4 separate regions of the Mus musculus genome follow, and all the other regions are linked to region 3. The links are chromatin contacts, called in public ChIA-PET and promoter capture Hi-C maps. All regions are on one chromosome and are shown on one strand. The core of a region is the stretch at or near the end of the contact, and the rest is flanking DNA. Distances in the headings are between cores, read along the strand shown. Region 1 holds the start of Zfp951 (zinc finger protein 951). Region 2 overlaps Abcg3 (ATP binding cassette subfamily G member 3). Region 3 holds the start of Gbp6 (guanylate binding protein 6). Region 4 holds the start of Lrrc8d (leucine rich repeat containing 8D).

Region 1 (3,090 bases), core at 543-3,042, 430 kb before region 3:
CAAAACAAAAAAACCCCACAAACTCCCACAAAAATAACTCAAAGTGGCTTTAACTGTTATATTTCTCACTGTCAATCTACTACTCATCATTCAAACAGTGAGGCCCCATGCTCTACAGATCTCTCTGCATGGAGAAGATCAGAATGGTGGCTATGGCTCTGCAGTCTCTCATGCCTCTTTGTGACTTAGGGAAACCCATGCCCTCTGAAACCCACGAAGGAAACAACTTGGAAGAGCAATTTAGTGTCTGCTTCCTGACAAGCACCATGAACACATGAAAAACCCTCTGAAACTCAAATCTACTTTTGAACCGTGGACTTAATTTCCATGAAACATGCATTGTGGCTGGTGGTAATAAAACAAGGGACAAATGCATAACAATAGTGACTTTCAAGAAGAGCAGGCAATTTCCTGCTGAGGAAATGCCAAAATAAGATGATGTATGATCTTGTCCTTATGTGTAATATTACCTGCTGATCTATAACCTGATACACACACAGCTTCTCAGCTGACATAATTACATCAACAAAGTTTGATCACACAGAACATCCCCAACTTGTATACCCACCAATCTGTACAATTTCTATAAACATGCATGAATTAATAAATGCTGAGGAATTTAAAACATTCACTCACTTTGCCTCAGAATGATGACCCCTGCAGATGACTCCCTTAAACTTTAGTCTGTGAGCTAGCTCTTGTCTACATTGTTTCACCCTATTGTGTACACAGTAAACAATTCCTCCTGTTCTAGTCTGAAGGCAGAAGACATAGTTCCACAGGAATGCACTTTTTCTTCCACTGCAAAGGACAGTTAATCACAGGACTTAAATGAGTAATTTTAAAACGCTCTTGTACATACATGTAACATTCAAACTAAGAAAGTCTAATAAAAAGGAAAGCAGGGTCATTGCCCTGGGGAGCATGAGACTGGAATGCACGTGACAACATAGCTTGTCTCAGAAACAGTTTTCTAAAAGGCTGAAGGTGCAGCTGTACAAAAATTAACGGATCTATTTTTTGGTTCCTTAAAAGCAGAGACATATTGAAAGAACGTGCTCTCAGTCACCCAACAGATGGGATGCCTTTTACAACTAGACAAAATTAACTCCAGATGAATCACAACAAAAAATGATACAGGAGAAGAACTTGTAGACTCTACTAGAGGAACCAAGCCTGCCTGCCACTGGCATCCTGTCAAGGATGTTTCTATACACAAGGCCCTGCTTCAAATGCTTTGTGCAGATTCAGCCCAGAGAGGGAAGTTATTCAGATGCCACTGCTGGGTCTAGGAATGGCTTACACTAAGAGACCTCACACGCGGCTGCATAAACCTGCCGGTTCCCGCCCAGCCCCGAGTAGGACCCACCACAATGGCTCCAGCTCCTCACCTTTGTGGGCAGTGAGCATGTGCTGGCCATGCTGCAATTTCAGAGCTTGCTTAGGCTTCCCTCAGTACTCAGCAGTTGAGGTCGAAGCACAACACACCAATTGACTCACAATAGCATGGAAGCCACATGATTTCGGGAAGAAGCATCCTCCTATTCTGACTGGCAGGCACGTATGGAGGCTCTGATTGGTCAGTGAATCTGTCAGTTCATGTATTCACTTCCGCTGGTTTCAGCCTCTTTGGGCTCTGAACCGAGGAATATATGCTCCTCACCTTTGCGGAGAGTGAGGATGTGCTGGCCATGCTGTATCTTCAGAGCTTCCTGAGCTTCCCTCAGTACTCGGCAGTTGAGTTGAAAAAACAACACACAAAATCACGTAAACTCTCGCAGAACCTGCAATGTGATTTCCGGAAGAACCCTCCTCCTTTTCTGACTGGCAGGCGCATATGGAGACTCTGATTGGACAGTGAATCTGTCAGTCCATTTATTCACTTCCGTTGGGCACAGCTTGTTTGGGCTCCGTACCGGGGAATAAATATCTAGACTCTTTTTTTCTTTTCTGCAGCCTGGCTGGTGCTGGGCTTCAGGGGAAGCCAAGAGTCTGCTCAGGGATGGGAAATGCAGTCTTTGATGAGGGCCGAGGCTAGAGCTGGTTAGGGAGTTCCTGGTCTGTGACGTGTCCCAGTTCTGGGGTGGAGGGTGGGGGGAGGTTCTGACTCTTGAACATCCAGGCATAGCTGAGAGTCCCAGAAGAGCCACGAACTGAATCAGGGCCCTTGGGGGCACATATCTGTGTGATATGATTTTAAATTATGTAGCCATATTGTGTTTACAATATTTTAGCTTCGTGAAGAGTAAATTTTAAAGCCCGTCTACAACCTCAAATCTATTCTTTTTGAGTCTCAGTTGACAATAAATGTATTTCAGGGCTTCTGTTAATTTCTTGCTGCCCTCCCATTGTGAAGCTCTGTATTATATGAGAATGACATGAAGTTTTTCTGTTCCATGAATAACAGGGCTTTAAGATCCTTGTCCTAGATACCTTGAAGCCAGTATTCTCCTGACAGTCTTTGTAACAAGATGTAGAATTCCCAGCTCCTCTTGCACCATGCCAGCCTAGGCTCCTGCCATGCACCAGCTTTGATGCTAATGGAGTGAACCTCTGAATTTGTAATCAAGCTCCAATTAAATGTTGTCCTTGTAAGAGTTATCTTTGACATGGTAACTGTTCACAGCAGTAAAACCATCATTAAAGGAGGAAGGAACAATCGAAAGGAGAAAACAAACAACTAAAGGCCATTTCAAAAGACATATCCAAAGACACTACCATTGTTTCCTGTCCAGTGGAACTCCCTGCTGACCTTACCTGCCATTGGGGGTTGGACCTGAGGTGACAGAGTGTCAAGGACACAGACTTTTGGAGCAGACAAGAAAGACAGTGCAAGGTCTCTAAACACTGCTGTAAGCTCCCTTAATTCCCTCCACCCATGCTATTGGTACCAAGAAAGCATATGCGAGTATGAATATAAATGCTCAAAAGATACTGTGGAATTACAACTCTTTAAATAATTTTTCAACAATTCCCACCATTGTACATATCAGTTGCAGGTTTATTTGCTGAATTTACAGTACAAAAAAATACAAATTTAAGAAATAGAGAAAAAGAAGATGGTTTCTGTTTCTTATCAAGACAATTTAT
Region 2 (3,039 bases), core at 71-2,570, 340 kb before region 3:
TTTTAAAAATGTTTTAGCTATAGATTAACAAATTTAGTTAAATGTATAAAGTATAAAAGAAAAATTATACCTTTTATGAAATAATTTAATCAACTAAAGGAAGTGGTACCCACCCATCTCTACATCATCTTTATGGTACCTCATTTGAAATATATGCTCAGAAACATTGAGGTGTATATTGTACTTGCTGGATTGAATATGCCATACACCTTATTTCAGTAGAAGAGAATGTTACTTCTCCAGTTTAATGGATTTTTCACTCTTAGCCTGCATGTGTCTCTTCGATGCACACCTCCTCTGGCAGTCGCCTCTGTCAGCCACACTGCCTGGGGGATGAACTGCTTTACAATCCACAAGTAAGTGAAACACGTGTTTGTCTCTCTGTCCTTAGATTATTTTACTTTGAATGGTGTTCTTTAAATCTTCAATTCTATCCTTTATTGGTGAAATTCCCATTTTCAACATAAGCACAGTATTACAATTGTCATTTTCTTTGCCAGTTTAATGTTGGCAGACATTTAAATTCCTTAACTTGGTTACTATGTGTAGTGCTCCAATGAACATCAGATTACAGACGTATTTTGGAAAAATTATTTCATATATGTTTGTTAGTTTGCACAGGATCAATTTCTGGGTGTAATAATTTCCTTTAATGCCAGTTCCTTCCTATTCTGCTGCCATCTCAACACTATTGACCCAAAGGAGTTCATATGCCACAAAATTCAAATCCAGTTCCCAGTTACACTGCTTGGAGAATGTACAAAGGCAACACTGGATCCAAGCATGAGAAGCGACTTCTGGCCTTCTGAACTTCATTGATGGTTTAAATACTAATATTGACCCTAAAAATAATTGAATAGATGATACTGAGGAAGTGTTTCTAACTGTCCTGCTTAGGTTTCTGTTGCTGTGGTAAACACTATAACCAAAAGCAACCTTGGGAGAATGGGGTTTATTTGTCTAATATATCCCAAGTAATGGTCCAGCTTAAGAGAAGCCAGAGCAGGAATTCAAGGCAGAAGCTTGGGGGCAGGAATGGAAGCTGGGGCCATGGGAGGAATGCTCCTCCTGCCTTGCTCCTCATAGCTTGCTCAGCCTGCTTGTTCGTACAACTCAGAACCACCAGCCTAGGGATAACTCTGTCCCCAGTGGGCCAGCCTCAACCACATCATCATTAATCAAGAGAATCCCACAGTCTTGCCTACAGCCGGTCTGACAGAGGCATCTTCTCAATTGTGGTTCATTTCCCCTATATGACTCTAGTTCTGCCAAGTAGGCAAGTGACAAGTCCACCAACCAAAAGAAACAAACACTCCTCAGGAAGCATTCACCACACACAAAGGCCATTTTCACACAGTTCAACTTCCTCTAACATGCTCTAAGAGAGGAAGTGAAAAATACATCTTAAGAGTATTTCACAATTTCTAAAGGCCAATGTAGAAACAGCTAATAAAACTCTTCTTTATGTCTGCATTTTCCAAGAACATTTCCACTTTGGGGTTTTGGGGGTTTATTTCTGAATGCTTCCTTTGACAGTGTCTACATCTTCTATCCTGTGACCTGAGCTGTGGTGGATTGAGATGTGCCAACATCACAGGCACAAGCCAAGTCCTAGGAGGATTGCCAAGTCTTCAGACTTCAGAGAAGATGCCTGTTGTAACAATTGCCTCTGTGCAGACTGACGGCCAATCCACATAGGAGGAAACCCACTGAAGAGCTGGGTTTATCCTTCTTTCTTTCAAAACTAATTGTTTTTTTCCCACACATCAAACTGATTTGTGGGGCTGTGTAGGTGGCCTGTTCAGCAAAGTGTCAACCATGCAGCCACGAGGACCTGAGTTCAGACCTAGAACCCATGTAAAAGCCAGGCACACACTTCACACCTGTACTACAGAGATGAAGGATACTGAGAAGGATCTTAGAGCTCATTGGCCAGCCAGCCCAGCCAATAATTGAGCTCTAGGTTGAGTGAGAAACCTGTCTTGAAAGAGACAGTGGAGAGTCATCAAGTAAAATCTAGTCTCAACCTCTGGCCCCCACATGGAGACACATGTATTTTGACCCACATGTACATGTATTCACACCTACATAAACCTGGATGAAGCACACACAAGAGTGTATATAAAGTATCCAACATGGCATAATTACACCCAAACACACACTCATGCACACTAACACACAAGTCTTTCTCACACATTTATATATTCACACACACACACACACACACTCACATTCTCACACATACATAAATACACACTGATACACACCTTATAGACACACTTTCCATCATACATATGCACACACACACTAACACACTCACACACCTCACAAATACACAAGAGAAGCTTCCTGAAGTTTCTTTAGTTGTCAAATTATCTGGCCATTGTGAGGTACCCTGATCTCGGGATGTGTAGCAGGGAGCAAAGTTTTGAGCAAAGCATTTGCCATACATACATTTCAGTGAGAATTTTGACAATGGTGATGTTGCTGAGAAACTACATCTGGAACATAAGTGAATATTTTTAAGGCCACATTAGAACTCAAACTAGACAACAACCACAAAAGTGGCATCTACAATTCAGAATAACTGAATTGCATCCTGGTACCCAACACTCACATTCAACAAACCAAATATATTCAAGAAAATTGACCCCGAGCAACAAATGCAGAATAAATAGGTAAGCTAAAACCATTCATGCACCAATGGCATTATCAACAGAATAAAAAGCCAACACATAAATGGGAGAAAATGTATGTGCATTGTGTATGTGGCAAGGGTATCATATTTCAGAAACAAAAATAACTATAACTCAATAGCAAGGAAGAATCCCAGGCCAATGAGTAGGTTTGGCAGGTGAGATGACTACGCCAAGCTTGATGACCTGCAAACAATCCCTGAAACCCATGTGGTGGAGGGATCAGCTCTTATAAGCTGTCCTCTGTCCTCCACATGCAGGCTGTAAGATATACATGCCCACACATATACACATACTAAGTAAACACATAAAAATAATTTTGGAATGAAAAGAAAACATTCCA
Region 3 (3,116 bases), core at 333-2,832:
GTAATGTCCAAATTGGGATGTACCAGAGTGAAAGGTGAAGTGTCTCTGTTCCCAGGACAGAATGGCAATCAGGTTTTATTAGGGAAACATGGATGCAAAATGAAGAAACTTTCCGTTACACTATTTCTGTTTTGCCATGCTGAGGGACATGGTGTAAGAGTCTAGAGTCACATGATCATGTGTGATTTGGCTTCTTAGAGCTTACTGAGGCTGAAGCTTGCTTTGGGTTAACATACATATTTATTTGAAATTGTTTACTTAGTTTTGCTGATGTTTACAGTTTAAGCATGAATGCTGTTATTTTTAAGAACTACTTGTTTTTGTTGCACAACAATTCTATAGACCCATTGTTTCTTATAACATGTCTTTGACAAATATTGAGGAAGTGCCAATCAAACCATACACACAAGGACAGCTACCACACAAAGCAAAAACAAATCCATGTAACCCAGAATTTAGACAACTCAGGTGTCTGTACTCTGTGGCTAAGAATACAGAATATTACCTCATGGGAAACAGTCCTCGCTTTTGAGAAAATCAATACTTATGTCTGATCTAACAGCTCTTCTTTGATTACAACACAAACAAAATAGCAAAGAAGGACTTGGATGGACCTTTGAGCTGTAGTGATCATGGCAGCTGTGTTCACAATACCCACATTGTGGAGACAGCCCAGACTCCCACCAACAGATCACCAACAGATGCATACATTAACACAGTCTGACAATGTGCACAATAGAATATTATTCAGCCAAAGAAGGGAATAAAATTAACTACTGTACACAACTTTGTAGACCTTAATAGACTTAGGCTAGACACAGACTCCTACAGGTCAGACAACACATAACCTGCCTCCCCTGCCCTGCCCTCAGTCCCAGATGAGCATGAGGACATTATGCCAAGGAAGGAGAATGTGCAGAATCTCCAGAAGTTAGATACAGGTGACGTCACTTAACTCCAGAAACCAGGCTCTCTGCAGCTTAGTTCCATGTATGAAATAAGACTAGCAGCCCAAACAAAATGCACATAGCACTACGTAATCTCTACATCTCACATACAACATAAACATCAATATAGAACTGGATTATCTTCTTACACTTAATTCAAAGTCAGTGAGGTAGGAACTAAGTTATTTCCAGATAGATGTTTGCCAAGCTCTTGTGCTGAGTTTTCCTCACACGGTTCCTCCACAGAGACTTTCCTCTGCCTACAGTTGCCTGTGAACCAGGGCAGGAGCTGTTGTGGTCCCAGCTGAGGCAGGACCAGGGCTCTTCCCATAGTTTGTCTAACAGAGCAGGGCAGCCAGCAGTGTCAGGCTGCCACTTTGTATCTGTCCTTTATCAGAGGAAAGAAACTGACCTCCTAGACCTAAAGCCAGCCACAGCCCCCTGCAGACCAGAGAGCTCATAATCTGCCTCCCTTCCCCCTCCCTCAGTTGCCCCTTTGACTTGGAAATCAAGCTGAGGTCCAGACTAAGTTGCTCCTTAAAGAAAGGAAAAGTAAATATACCTGGTCCCACAGCACAGGTCCAAGTGCAGTTCTCAGCTGCTGCTGCCTCCTCAGGCTCCCTTCTGCTCTCCTCCCTCCTGCTCTCTTTGCTCCTCTTTTATGTAAGCTGACCACACACACACACACAGAGAGAGAGAGAGAGAGAGAGAGAGAGAGAGAGAGAGAGAGAGAGAGAGAGAAGGAGTTAAAAGAAATCACATGCTGCAGCAGAAACAAAACTGAAAGTAAAATAAAATAGGCCATGTTAACTTGGCCAAGACTGGAAAGGGAGGTCAGAGGTTCCTGTCTATCCCGAAAAGCCAGTGTGATACTCTGTTGCAGCCAAGGGACAGCAGGCCTCCACTGTGGAATCTGTTTACCTTCTCTTTCCTTGGAACCCATTTCCAGTTTCCTCCAGCCTTCTTGGCACAGATAAAGCACAGTAAAACCCAGGCAGCCATCAGTGGAAATTACAAAATCCGGGAGTATTGCAAGTGTGCTTCTCTCAGGGGAAATTCCCAGTGCTTTCTGATCAAACATGTTTAATGTTTTAAACATGTGTTTTCTAAAGCAGGAACCATCCCTGTTGCCATTTCTTCTGGGCTGCCCCACAATTACCTGGCAACAGCCAGGTGGGCATGACTCACTATAAAAGGGGCTGCTTGTACCCTCACATACCCCCCTCTCTTGCTCAATTGTCCTCTCTTCCTTTTTTACCCTCTTTCTTCTCTGTCCCTCCTCCTCCTTCCTCCCCTCTCTATCCCTCTTTCTTTGTCTCTACTAACCCCTCAACTCCCCTCTCCATGTCTTAAATAAACTGTATTCTATACTATACAATTGTGTGGCTGGTACCTCAGGAAGAAGGTAATGCTTCAACACTGGCCCTCAGAGGTACCCCTTTTCACCTCAACATACCAGGTATGACGTTTGTATATTCTTGGACCAGAGGGTGGCACCATTTGGAGATGTGGCCTTGTTGGAATAGGTGTGACCTGGTTGGAATAGGTGTGTCACTGTGGTTGTGGGCTTAAGATCCTCACTCTAGTTGCCTGGAAGTCAGTCTTCCACTAGCAGCCTTTGGATGAAGACATAGAACTCTCATCTCTGCCTGTGCCACGCCTGCCTGGATGCTGCCATGCTCCCACCTTGATGATAATGGACTGAACCTCTGAACCTGTAACCCAGCCCCAATTAAATGTTGTTTTTTTATAAGACTTGCCTTGGTCATGGTGTCTGTTCACAGCAGTAAAACCCTAACTAAGACACCAGACAGCCACCAAACATATACCTGACTTCTTTTTCTTTTCATAAAACACAACAGTCAATTTTAAAACCTGATTTTAAAAGAAGCAATTAAAGAATAGTAAGTAGGAGTTGTGTTCAATATAGAAGCTAAGAAAACTTCAGAGATGGAAGCTGAAAAATGAAAGCTTTAATTTCTGAGCCCTTAGGGAGGCAGACTGGGGTCTGAACTTTGTCCCTGATGGGAGATTGAACACCATTTGTAAAGGATGAAACACAAAGCAGGGGGGAGCTGTAGAGTGATCCATTGTGATTTCACAGGAAGGATTAAACAAGGGAGTACCCCTTAGAGGCGGTGTTGGCATCAGGACATCCCAAACCTGTGA
Region 4 (2,804 bases), core at 139-2,638, 410 kb after region 3:
TAAAACCATAAAAAAACCACAAACCTCTAGAATCAGCTTGAAAAAAAAAAAAGATGATAGAAAAAGCAAGTGGTGGTTCTGCAAAGGGAGAAACTTTTCTAAACTGATTTTAACAGCAGGACATTTTTCATCCAGCCGTCCCACCATTAGTTGTCAGGAGCATGAAAACCTCTAACCTCCTAGATCAGCAAACCCAGGGCTGTAATTACATCACCTGCCACACACTGGCTGCCCACGCACTTCCTCCTTGGCAGGGTGTAGGGAATTGGAGAGGCTGCAGTCCGGGAGGGTCCGGGAAGCAAACAAAAGGCTGAGGTTCCATCTAAAACTGCCTGGGGCTGCTCAGCGGGAGGGTGTTGGCCCTCAAGGCCTGGCCTCTTCTTCCATGTCTGGGCGGCCTACTTCTACCTTTTAGGGGCCACTGTCACCATCTGGGAGCCCAGAAAAACATTTTCCTTTTTGCCTCTCTCTGTAGGATCCTGGCCTTCTTTAAGAGCGTTGGATGATAAATGAATCTGGAGGGCATCTTTTTGGGCATGAGTTCCCAGAAGCGTGAGGTTTCAGATGAAAGGAGATACTGAAGTATGGGGAGGAATCGTTTGTTTTGATTGAACTAAAATAATTACCCTGACTGACTTGGTGTCCTGGCCCTCATCTCTCCACAGAGGAAAAAAAAAAAAAAAGAACACTAAGGAAACTTCACCCGCACGGCAACAAAAACACACCGGAAAGCTATCGAGTTGGGAAACTTTTTTTAGAACAACTTCCCAAGTGCCTGTTTCGTACGCACGACGTTTTTGGCTTAAACGACTGGGACCAGGGAGGTCCCGATTCAGCTGAAAATAAAACGTACGAGATAAGGCATTGTTAGCAGAGAAATCTGTTTGCGCAGACATTAAGTTAGGTGCACGAGCCCTGAATCCCAGGTAATTGCTTTTTCCCAGTTGGAAGGCACTGGATGACTTTTTAATGCCTACCCCGCACCCGTTCTCCCAATCTCAACGATCAGCTTTTAGTGGTCAGAACAGCCTCCTGAAACTGCAACACAGACGAAGCTTCCCGGCCCAGCCCGGTTGCTTCAAGGGAACAGACAGCCTGGCACCATGCCCTGCCCAGGTGCGCTTGAAAGAGATAAGCTCTGCGCCTCCGGCGACGTTCGGCGGCCATTCTTCTCCGCCTCGTGCACCTGCTGAGCTTCAAGCAGCCAGCCCAGAATCCCGGTCACCTCCCGGCCACCCAGCCCCTCGGGTCAGCCGGACCGACCCCCTAGGCAGGCGCGGCGGGGTGCGCGGGCCCAGAGCAGGCAATCACATGGAGGCCCGGGCCCGCCCCATTGGCTGCGACCCGGCCAGTCGCGGCGCTCGCAGGCTGCGGTTGGTCCCAGAGCTGCGGCGCCTGCACGGGCCTGGAGTCCATGTTACGCTTTGTCTAATTCCCCTCGTTACAGAGTCATGTGCTGCTGCTCCCGTCGCCGCCGCTGCCGCCGCCCGGGGTGCCCCGGCTCCTCCGCCGCGCTTAGAGGTGGCAGCCGCGGGCGGGGCCGCGGACTCAGGGTCCAGGGCGCCGCGCGCCTCCGGGGCGCGTCCCGGTGCAGCCGCCGCCCGCCGCAGGTGATGCCGCCGCCTCCCGCCTCCGCCTAAGCTCCCGCACGCGCGGCCCGGGCTGCCCGCGAAGGTGGGTGCGCGTCGGTCCACCCTGGCCGGGAGGGCGCAGGTGGAGCGGCCCCGGGGCGCGCAGACGTCCGGCCTCTCGGCGCCGCGGGGGAGCACGGCTGCTCCCGGGGCTGCGATCGGGAACTCCGGAGGGCTTCGGGACCCTGGGGCGGGGAGTGCGACCAAGCCCCCCCACCCCGTGCTGGGACATTGTTTCGCTTTGGGCCCTGCGCGGGCCGGGTGCCGGCTGCCGCGCTCCCGCCTCGGCCTCCGTGCGCGCGAACGCAGGGGCGGAGATTGCCTATCGCGGTGGCTCCGAGTCCTCCAGGAGGTGGGTGTCTGGTGTCTGGCCTGGTTGGCCCGGAGCCGGCGAGAGGAGCCCTTGAACTTCTGCAGAAACGCTTCCCCATCCGCCTCCGTCCCGCTCCGGGTGGGCCACTCGGGGTGCTCGCGGGTTGGGGCGGGGAAGGGAGGGGAGCCCTGCGCCCCGCCCTCCGCGCCCGGGGGGAGGGCACTGGGGCCGCAGGTGCACCCTGCGCGCCGCGGGCCATCTCCGGGTTGGGTACCGGTATAATCCGCTTCTAGCTTGTTTGGAAGCGTGGGCTCTTGGGAACGGGACTTCTGCTTGATTCTGGTTTAGGGGCTTGAAAAAGAGGAGAACTGGGGTGCCTTCCCAGAGGACTGTCACCTCCAGTTACTGGAGGGTCGATGGGGGACACTCTGTCTCTGTCCCCCTTTATGTGGGGTATCCCTAACAGATAAGGAAATGAGATTTTTTTGTTGTTGTTCTTTGATTTTTTTTTTTAAGCCATCCGCAGTGAAGGAGAACTGCTTCGGGTCGAGGGGAGGAGAGGTAGGTCCCCTCTGGAGAGGGTTGGGGTATAAGGTCTCGCGGTTCCCATGCAGCTGGGGTGTGCGTGGCAGAGAGTGGGGAGGTAGGATTGCTGGAAAGAAAAAGCAGGGTAAAGAAATGGGAGCAGAAGGCGAAGAGATGAGACCAAGTATTGGGCGTCCTCGCCGAACCGGAGCCCTGACTTGAGACTTTGGGGGCTCCTGTTTGGTTTCTTTCCTCCCACAATTTCCTTCTCCGTGACTTTGAAAGTTTTCTTTTAGTTTTTATTTTGTATTGGTCAAGACAGCTGTGAAGACGTG

Evidence for each region. Promoter capture Hi-C pulls out the DNA fragments that hold promoters and counts their contacts. ChIA-PET counts read pairs in DNA pulled down with a chosen protein or histone mark.
Region 1: a promoter capture Hi-C map of hippocampal neurons shows a contact between it and region 3, with 2.6 times the contacts expected there. The contact joins the promoter of Zfp951 here to the promoter of Gbp6 in region 3. A contact is called at or near these places in 3 of 39 promoter capture datasets (embryonic stem cells, hippocampal neurons and pre-B cells), 1 of 115 datasets of contacts at active chromatin or transcription factors (memory CD8 T cells) and 2 of 9 other capture datasets (liver and macrophages).
Region 2: a contact with region 3 is called in an RNA polymerase II ChIA-PET map of memory CD8 T cells, with 4 times the contacts expected there. The contact joins the enhancer-like site here to the promoter of Gbp6 in region 3. A contact is called at or near these places in 8 of 39 promoter capture datasets (the 3T3-L1 cell line, the C10 cell line, cranial neural crest and 4 more), 2 of 115 datasets of contacts at active chromatin or transcription factors (double positive thymocytes and memory CD8 T cells) and 2 of 9 other capture datasets (adipose tissue and macrophages).
Region 4: an RNA polymerase II ChIA-PET map of memory CD8 T cells shows a contact between it and region 3, with 30 read pairs. The contact joins the promoter of Lrrc8d here to the promoter of Gbp6 in region 3. A contact is called at or near these places in 1 of 39 promoter capture datasets (liver) and 2 of 115 datasets of contacts at active chromatin or transcription factors (effector CD8 T cells and memory CD8 T cells).

The regions. Positions count from the first base shown.
Region 1 is chr5:104,858,276-104,861,365 of GRCm38.p6, forward strand. It overlaps Zfp951 (zinc finger protein 951), which reads right to left and starts at 1,793. Exons shown (of 5, transcript NM_001039231.3): 1 at 1,392-1,793. The coding sequence starts at 1,421.
Region 2 is chr5:104,957,016-104,960,054 of GRCm38.p6, forward strand. All of the region lies in intron 10 of Abcg3 (ATP binding cassette subfamily G member 3), which reads right to left. Among named protein-coding and RNA genes, the nearest start is that of Gm24097, 22 kb to the left of the region's middle. Within about 2 kb of position 1,321, at least 80 of the 459 cell types and tissues checked have an H3K27ac peak or open chromatin away from gene starts, as enhancers often do. A contact at or near this core is called in double positive thymocytes and memory CD8 T cells, where this site is marked.
Region 3 is chr5:105,292,117-105,295,232 of GRCm38.p6, forward strand. Gbp6 (guanylate binding protein 6) reads right to left here and starts at 1,583. Exons shown (of 11, transcript NM_194336.2): 1 at 1,510-1,583.
Region 4 is chr5:105,698,581-105,701,384 of GRCm38.p6, forward strand. Lrrc8d (leucine rich repeat containing 8D) reads left to right here and starts at 1,389. Exons shown (of 3, transcript NM_001122768.1): 1 at 1,389-1,674. Gm42166 reads right to left here. Exons shown (of 2, transcript XM_017321263.2): 2 at 1-2,283. The coding sequence ends at 1,308.